Regions from separate parts of the Mus musculus genome. Here regions 1 and 3 are each linked to region 2. The links are chromatin contacts, called in public HiChIP or PLAC-seq and Micro-C maps. All regions are on one chromosome and are shown on one strand. The core of a region is the stretch at or near the end of the contact, and the rest is flanking DNA. Distances in the headings are between cores, read along the strand shown.

Evidence for each region. A called contact is a pair of places that touch in the nucleus more often than the background predicts. HiChIP or PLAC-seq counts read pairs in DNA pulled down with a chosen protein or histone mark.
Region 1: a Micro-C map of embryonic fibroblasts shows a contact between it and region 2, with 8 times the contacts expected there. The contact joins two enhancer-like sites. A contact is called at or near these places in 1 of 484 Hi-C or Micro-C datasets (embryonic fibroblasts) and 1 of 9 other capture datasets (embryonic stem cells).
Region 3: a contact with region 2 is called in an H3K27ac HiChIP or PLAC-seq map of embryonic fibroblasts, with 4 times the contacts expected there. The contact joins two enhancer-like sites. A contact is called at or near these places in 3 of 39 promoter capture datasets (cranial neural crest, frontonasal cranial neural crest and neural stem cells), 1 of 15 datasets of contacts at CTCF or cohesin (the NIH/3T3 cell line) and 1 of 115 datasets of contacts at active chromatin or transcription factors (embryonic fibroblasts).

Annotation. Positions count from the first base shown.
Region 1 is chr10:23,119,179-23,122,361 of GRCm38.p6, reverse strand. All of the region lies in intron 13 of Eya4 (EYA transcriptional coactivator and phosphatase 4), which reads left to right. Among named protein-coding and RNA genes, the nearest start is that of Gm24655, 46 kb to the left of the region's middle. Within about 2 kb of position 1,916, at least 7 of the 459 cell types and tissues checked have an H3K27ac peak or open chromatin away from gene starts, as enhancers often do. A contact at or near this core is called in embryonic fibroblasts, where this site is marked.
Region 2 is chr10:23,556,545-23,559,517 of GRCm38.p6, reverse strand. No RefSeq gene overlaps it. Among named protein-coding and RNA genes, the nearest start is that of Gm47843, 17 kb to the left of the region's middle. Within about 2 kb of position 1,522, at least 34 of the 459 cell types and tissues checked have an H3K27ac peak or open chromatin away from gene starts, as enhancers often do. A contact at or near this core is called in embryonic fibroblasts, where this site is marked.
Region 3 is chr10:23,175,376-23,178,259 of GRCm38.p6, reverse strand. The region is part of intron 3 of Eya4 (EYA transcriptional coactivator and phosphatase 4); the gene reads left to right. Among named protein-coding and RNA genes, the nearest start is that of Gm24655, 9.8 kb to the right of the region's middle. Within about 2 kb of position 1,404, at least 35 of the 459 cell types and tissues checked have an H3K27ac peak or open chromatin away from gene starts, as enhancers often do. A contact at or near this core is called in embryonic fibroblasts, where this site is marked.

The DNA of each region.
Region 1 (3,183 bases), core at 667-3,166, 440 kb after region 2:
TTGTAATTTTAAAACAGGTTTCGGGTAAGTAAGCACAGCTTTCTGCCCCATAGCCAGAGAAATTATGGCAAAAGGAAGAAAAGCTACATATAGTGAGTGGCTTAGATAAGATTATAGATTATGCCTTAGTTAAATCAGAGACACAAAATGAAAGATAGTTGCACATGGCCCAAAATATACTAAAACTTCGGGGCTAGAAGGGATCAGTTGCTTTCCCAGCTTGGTCCGTGTTTTCCCTGGGTAATAAAATGTCTGTTTGAAGAAGCTTTATCTGTTAATGAGCAATACGAAAGCTGCGTGTTCTTCATCTAGTTTCTACACTTGTAAGAAATTCTGACGACCTTGCAAAGCCTGAGTGTGGCTAACCTCACTGCTTATCACTCCCAGGGATACAGTTTTGTAATGGTGCCTGTTCATAGGAAACACGACTGACCTCACATTGAACATGACATTGTAAACATAGCAACAGCCATGTGTTAGTTTTCTTGTTCTCTATGTGCATGAGTCTCGGCTTAAAAATTGTAAGATGATGTATATTTTCAAAGTTACTAAAAGAAACGAGAAGTTTTATATGGGTTTGTCCCAGGTTTATGATGTCTACCTCATGTGACTTCTTTTTTTTACTAGAAGCACATGGAGTGTGTTCTGAACTTTTAGCTTTTTGGTGGCATCTTATAAATAAGGTGGAACAGGGAAAACTAGGACCATGAACTCCTCAGACCCACTATGAAAGGAGAGAGCAGACCTGAGAGAGTTCTCTTCTTCTCTTCTGACTCCATATAGGCACTATTGCATACATGCCACCCCCAGGAGTGCACACACACACACACACACAAACACACTAACAATAAATAAAATCAGCTTTTACCAGAACATTAAAATGAGAAGGAGAGTGTGTCTTGCCCCTAACGGGTAAATATTTTACATACTTAAAGTACCACAGCCTATATAAAAAGCTGTGGCTATATACAGTGCTTTAAGATTTTTCATCTTATGGTAGATCTTATGCTAAAAGCACTTCATATATACTGGTTGGTATCACTGACAGGAACACTAAACAGAAAATATTGGCATTTGGGGGGTCTTAGACGTCACGGGATCATTATTTGACTTACACCCCATAGTTCAGCTGTTCAGATGTATTCCATTTGATCAGTAAAAGATAAATCTAATCAAGTGAGTGTCATATGCACACACAATAGGCATGCAAGCAATGGACTGCACACACAGTCTGCATGTGTGCTCGCACAGGTAGATGAGCCCAGGAATACAAAAGTATATTTCCAAGTGGCATGGACAAGCAGTGGATTAATGAGATGCACACAGTAACTTTCAAGTCCCTTTGGTTACTTACCTCAATGCCTCCTGTCCTGGGTGCCTAACTTTAAACATCATATTTGTTCCAATACCCCTTTTGCCAGCCAGCTTCTTACAAAGGCTCCATAACAGGAATTGAGCTAAGCCTGCTTCTGCTGACATACAGAATTGCTCAAAACAGTCCGTATACCATTAGCTTATTGTGAGCATTGTTTCTCTTGTATATTTAATCTCTCAGGGTCTTTTGTGAGAATTCACATGTCTATTTGAAACATTAAAAACTTCAGTCCACGATACACCATGGGCACTGGCAGCTGTTCCTCTCAAACATCCTTAAAACTTGCAAATCTGAATCTGAGCACTCAACACTTCATTCCATTCCACCCACCCCCACCCCCGGCAAGAGAATGCTCTCTGTTCAAAAAAATGTTATTTCAGTTAGAATAACTTCCAGAGGAGAAAGCACCAGGGAGTTGGGGTTCACAAATGTGAGAGAAGAGTGTTCTGACTTATACCTGGAATAGATGAGGGACAACTTTGTGGTTCCCTTGTAAGACAAATTTAAAGCATTTATGATTAACACCAGAATTATTTTAAGAATTTGAGGTCTTTGCTAAGCTGTGTTCAAAACCAAAGCCCTTGAATGTTTTTGGAGCATGTGAGGTTTAGGTTAAAATGACTCCTGCATGGTTTCCACAATGAAAACTAGTTGATGAACAATTATTTATCTTTCCATATATATATAATTGAAGTTCAAGTTTCTTTCACTGGACTGTAATCCCTGGGCAACTGTCCAGAGTCAACACACAGCATTACTAAGCATAAATATAAAGAGAAGATAGATTTGGAAGACCCTCAAACCTAACTTCAAGTACAGAGTGCACGGTCCATGAGTCTGATAAGCTGTTGTCCTCTGGAGTAAAAAATGAATTTGGGGGCAAGTTATGTATAAATTAAACATGTGGGCTAATACTTGAAATGTCAGGAGAGCTTTTTAAAAAATTAGAATGGAGAAATACTGTTTTAGAAAAATAGCTTCTGGTGGTTAGAGGCGCTCACAAAAATCCCCCTCACCATTTTGGGGGTTTTATAGAATAAGCATATTATGTTAAGAGATGGAGGTTATTTACATAAGGAACGCTTTCAGAAGTTCAGCAAAGTGAGAAGCTGCAGGTACTAATTTCTCTCTAAACGCCTCCCAAGAATATCACCATGTCTGAGCTGGAAAGATGGCTTAGTGGCTAAAATCACTGGCTGCTCTTCCAGAGGACCTAGGTCCAGTTCCTAATACCCAGACGGCTGCTCACAGCTCTCTGCAACTCCAGTCCCATGGCAACCAACCCTCTTCTGGACTCAACGGGTACCAGATACATGCACAGTACACAGATATACATGAAGGCCAAACACCTATACATGTTAACACTTGTTTAAAGAATATTACCATGTCTGAAGACACTTAGGTTGTGAGAGCTCCTTAAGTGCCTCCATATTCTGGAGGAAAATGGGGTTTCCAGCTTCCATGCTAACTGCTTAGTCAGGTTAAAGCCCCGGGGTGGCAGCTTGAAACGCTTGCATCTGAAAGGCTGATTTTTGGAGGTGCAATGCCTCCTGTTTCAGGGTAGCCCTCATCCCTCTCAACTGTGGGATACCAAGATAGCTCAGGCGGCCTCATCTCCTATTCTGTTCTTTTTCTTCTTTCTCTACTGATGACACACACACTTTCCACAAGCCTCGCCATCTAGGGTATTAATTTATGTCACTATAACGTTGTGTTAGGAACTCGAAATGACTGAGAAACTCTGCCAAGTACTATCACTGCCTAGACTTCTGCAATGTGGTCAAGAAGCAAGTCTGTTGCTTTTGATT
Region 2 (2,973 bases), core at 273-2,772:
GGTGATACACTAACAAATAATGTCTATATTCTTATGGCTAAAAATGGTGGCTCATGCTTGAGATTCTAACCCTTGGGGGCTGAATCAGGAATATTTTGTGAGTTGGAGGCTAGCCCATGCTACAGGGTGAGGTACGGTCACAAAAATGATAAGAACAAAAAGAAAATACCTTATGGTTAATATTTAAAGTCTAGAAAGTAAATGATAGGGAAATATAACAACATTTACTATTTGATTTTATTCAATTTTTTTGGATCATGTAAGTGTAAGACTTAAGTGAGATTATCTTGTATATTCATTCCACGTGAGATTTGACTTAACTTTCCCTCCCCAGAACTTATTTAGACATTATAAAATTTCTGATTATCAATGGGCTCCTCAGCTCAAAAGGAGAACATGGTCTTGTTTAGTTGATATGTTCAGCACACTTTACGTCTGTGTTGCCCAGGAAGGGCTTGGGGTCAGTCTGAATTGGGATGTTCTGTATGCCATCATTCCTGGATTTTTACACTGATGATAGTGATCTGAGCTCAGACCCTTGGTGGGGAGCACTTTAAAGACTGAGCCGTTTCCTCAATCCCAATGAAATTTTCTTAGTTCTTGAAAGTGTATGGTCAAGCAGATAAAATTTTCTCTGTTTTTCCATGCACAGAACAGGCATCACATCACTGTACACATTCCACTGTCATCATAAGTGAAACCGCATGTCAGCTACACGATGCACAGTGTAGTTGCCATATGAGTGTACCTTTTGTTGTTGTTGTTGAAAAGGTGGAGAGACAGATCGCAGTAATCAATAAATTTGTCTGGAAAACTCAAGGAAGCCAAGGTAAACAAGGAACCAAATTAATAAAAAGGAAAAGGGTGCTCCATATTGATCATCCCTTTGAATATGTTCATCCTAAAAATTGAAGAAGCCATAGAGATGAATACAGATGAGATCTAAGACCTTATGAGGCCACACTCTCTATCTATCCTTTATCATCCTAGGGCAGTAGAACAATATCAAGTGTCTATTAAGAGTTTAAGTTTTTAGTGAAATCAACTGAATAACACATAAATAAATTTAACTTATAAAAATGACGTCTAGAGATATTATTTGTATTTAATAAAGAAAAGGAATAAAGAAAGATTAGGAACCAGAATGCGAACCAACCCCTGAAGTGTCTCTAGATATTTGTGGCTATTGTATATTTAATTTAATCTAATCCATTTTGGTTTAGAAAGAGGAGAAAAGTCTCTTTGCTTTCTGAAATTCATATATTTCCCTCACCAGAACTTCTGTGCATCACCAGTTCATGCAAAATTTATCAAGAATATGACTTAACATGGAGGTTCCTCTGTCATTCCTAACTCAGATCTGCCAGAAAATGTTCAATGCAAGAGTGTGCTGCCAAAAGAGAAGTGTCTTTTGAATGATTGCCACAGCTGACGTAAACATTCAAGGACTGCTGTGTAATAGCCCATTTATCATACATTAACCACAAAACCCATGTCCAAATAACTCTAGGCTTCTTGCTTGAAACCACAAAATGTGGGGCAGCCAGACACTGGGAGAACTTCCATCCTAGCATTCCACAGCCTCCGTGTGAGGCTTGAGCTTCAGATTTTCAGCTCCTAAGAGTGGACATATTGAAAGTCTCCAGACTTGAAGGATCATCCACGATACCAGTATCCATTGTCTCTGAATTTGTAAATTGACTTTAGATTAAAATTCAAGTTATGATCATGAGTTAAGACATAAAATGAATCAACATGCAGATTACTAGGAATGTATGCCAGGACTGACAATAGTTTATGAAAGTGGTTTGTGTCATTTCATTTCCTCTTTTATTTTGGTAAATGCCAATTTGAAAAGGAGGAGAAAGAATGTGAGTCCAAATTTCCATGCTTCTGAGGTATATGTGGGTTGGTAAGATTGAGGGTCATGGCTGCTCCAGTTGGGATGGCCTGTATGATCTGGTATGATCTGCATGTGTTAGTCTGTTTCCTTTATGACCCAAACTGCAAGCTGTATTGGAAGTCCCTGTGGGGTTGCAGCAGGAATGGAGTTAGTAGGAGCTTTTGTAAATTCCAGCATGTGGGAAAAAGGATTGGTGACTGGACTCTCAGTCACTATGTAATAATAGAAATAAAATGTGCACTTATATAATGACAATCTAGAAATAAAAATACTGCTACAGGAGTGTTTGTCTAGCAATTGTCAGTTAGACAGTTAATAATACACAGTATTAAGTTTGGAGCTAAGACAAAAGGATGGACCATCCAGAGAATGCCCCACCTGGGGGTCCATCCCATAATCAGCTACCAAACTCAGACACTATTGCATATGCCAGCCAGATTTTTCTGAAGGGACCCTGGTATACCTGTTTCCTGTGAGGCTTTGCCAGTGCCTGGCAAATACAGAAGTGGATGCTCACAGTCATCTATAGGATGGGACACAGGGCCCCCAATGTAGGAGCTAGAGAAAGTACCTAAGAGCTAAAGGGGTCTGCAACCCTATAGGTGGAACAACAATATGAATTAACCAGTACCCCCAGAACTTGTGTCTCTAGCTGCATATGTAGCAGAAGATGGCCTAGTTGGCCATCATTGGGAAGAGAGGCCCCTTGATCTTGCAAACTCTATATGCCCCAGTACAGGGGAAAGCCAGGGCCAAGAAGTGGGAGTGGGTGGGTAGGGGAGCAGGGCGGAGGGAGGGTATAGGGAACTTTCAGGATAGCATTTGAAATGTAAATGAAGAAAGTATCTAATAAAAAATTTACACAGTATTTATACTAAGGCTGATGAATAAATGATAGAAAGTTCTAGAAATAAATTTCTATCATCTCCTGGCCCATTACTTGTTTTCCTTCCTCCTTGACCCCTCTTCTACCTGCTTCTGCCCTTTACCTCTCTTCTTTCATTCTTCTCTTCCTTCCTCCTCCTTCTGTCACGTGAAAATCACCTGTTTAGAAGTGAAGGCAAGGCCAG
Region 3 (2,884 bases), core at 155-2,654, 380 kb after region 2:
CGATCTAATCGTTCTTTTCTATTGCTATGTTACTATGCACATGTTATCATGGCTAGATACTTCATGTCATCATAATAGTTGTGGGATGGGGCAGAGCGCACAACAGAGACAGGTTTCTGCTCTTCTGGAGCCTTCCACTCCAGTCAGATGAAAAGAATCCTCTATGTCACTTCTATTTCTCAGCTAGGGAGAATTTATTATTATGTCTTATACTAAGCAACATTATCAGCAAAGCCAATACTAACCCCATATGTTCATATGCATCCATCTAGAGGTCATACTGCAGTTTCTCTCGGTAGGCACTGTGAATTGGGAACCTAGAAACTTATTCTGTGATGTCTGTTTCATACAGAGAAAGAAAGCTCATGTGACAGGGTTGTAAAGTCTAGGAGACTTGCATTTCTTGGGTCCTGAACAGCTGATGGAGGGACTCTATAAATAAACAGGGCCATGAGTCATTACCAGGATCTACAAAGGGTGAATCATAGTGTCTGAGTTGGAATAGATTCTGCAGTACACAAATTTAAGGTTTACCCTCCCTTGGGTTTGAGGAGGACCCTTCGGACTATTCAAATCAAATTCCACCTGGGCTATAAACAAAAACTCTAAAAAAGAATCAAGAAGCTGGTTCCTACGTCTTGGGATTCTCTCATTTCTTCTTCTCAATGACCACGTCAGGCTAAGATTAAGTTCCCTTATTTAAATTGCCCAGACAGATCCTAATGTTTGAAAGCCTGATGATTCAAGGCTCCTGAAAAGGGAGTTGAAAGAGACAGCCTAGGAGGGAGGGAGGGATGCCTTGACATGCAATGTGCATGAGCAGTGTTAGAGGAGGCAAGTCCGTGTTTATATTGACATCTGCAATTTTTGAAAACAATTCTATTACATTGAACTTTCAAAGTCCCTGAAGTTAGACAATTGCAGGCATTCCAAAGCAGACACAAGAGACTACAGGAAGATACTTCAGCAGTCACGGGAATGATGACATAGTTCTGTTCGCTAAAGACTCCTTTAATTGGAGGAGGTTTAAATCCAGTAAAATAAATACGCCCTGGGAGCTGCACTGTAAAACTCCAGATAGCTGCCTTCTCATTTCCTGTGGTCCGGACTGCAACACACCAGGGCTCTATTCGCTTCATAGGCTAAGCTTTGGTTGGTTTGCAGAAGCAACACGTTTCGCTTCTTTGCTTTTTTTTTTTTTTTTTTTTTTTTTTTTTTTTTTTTTTTTTTTTTTTTTTTTGTGGTGTATGCTATGTTTTTTCATTCCTGACTGGTTTCCCTGGCTTACACATCTTGTACATGATCCAAATTGGCTCAGAGCCCCCACACTACTTTGGGACTTCAGTAATACCACTAACTAGAAGCCTCCCTCGGGGTCCTTTATTTGAACCAATCAAAATCTAGCTAGCAATTTCAGAGATATTTTTCCTGACTCTTTAAGCTTACACTACAGTCTGTCCCATCAGTGGGCTGCTAATATTCTAAACCTTAAAGTCCAAGGCAGAGACTCTGCCCTCTTGTGTCCAAAAGTCTTTGCTTGTGCTGAGAGCCAGTTAAGGTAGAAGTTCAGAGAAGTCTGAAGCAGAGATCCTCAGGCTGTCAGTGCAAGGATCCCCCACTCCATTTCAACCCTTTAATGTTCCTCAGATCATTGACCACATAAACACCAGTGTTTGCCTGGACAGTGTACACCTCTATTTAGATTTTTATCTCTAATTAAGGGAGAGTCCAGGAATTAATTTCTACTTGTTTTCTGCCAGTAGAGTTGCACAGAAGATCAACATTGTACTGGTTGGGTTTTGTGTGTCATCCTGACACAAACTAGAGTCATCACCATGCAAAGAGCCTCAGTAGAGGAAATGCCTCCATGAGATCCAGCCATAGGACATTTTCTTAGGTAGTGATCAGTGGGGGAGGGCCCATCCCATTGTGGGTGGGGCCATCCCTGGGCTGATGGCCCTGGGTTCTGTAAGACAGCAGGCTGAGCAAGCCATGGTGAGCAAGCCAGTAAGCAGCACCCTCAGTGGTCTCTACATCAGCTCCTGTCTCAAGGCCCCTACCCTGTTTGAGTTCCTGTCTTGACTTCCTCTTATGATGGATTGTGATCTGGAAATGTAAGCCAAATAAACACTTTCCTGCTCAACTTGCTTTTTGGTCATGGTGTTTCATCGCAACAATAAAACCCTAAGACAAGGCCCAGCCAGGTCTTTCCTGCTGATTCTAAAGCCAAGGTCATACATAGGCCTGCTTCTCACTAATGTGCGTTCTCTTCAACAGGAGTCAGGTTTCCCTGATTCCTCAGAATATTTACAGTTTCTTGAATATTATATAAGAAAACTCAATGAACTCTAAAGGACAGTGTTTGTTTTCCTTTGTCAGTTTTTCCCCAAACACAAGCCCTTTCTGTTACATGGCAGTTAAGTCCAGGTATCTGATCACTCAGAATCTTCTTGGGCTGAGTTGAACCATAGTTGTACAGTGAACAGCCCAACTTCCAGCTCCCTTGGCACATCGCCATCTTGATAGTTCAGTGTCTAAACTATGGGCTTATTGAGGACAGAAACACTTTTTTGGTTTTATTGACTACTGAGAAAGTCTTTGCATGTTTATCTTTGGAAAAAAAAATCACCCAGTGGATTTTACAAAATTTTTACAAAAACAAAAAAATCTTAATTGAGATTGGTATGAATTAAAGAGGAGTCCCCCTTAAGTTTCTAGAGACCATTTTCTTTCTGTCTTTACTCCTTGTTGATATTTTATTTCTCCTGCCTGTTTAACACTGCTGGAAGAACGCTGCACCCAAGGGGAAAGCACACATCTCAGTCCTTGCTCTGAAATTCTTTGGCATTTCCTCATTTACTGTGGTGCAAGCTGCAGAGGTTTT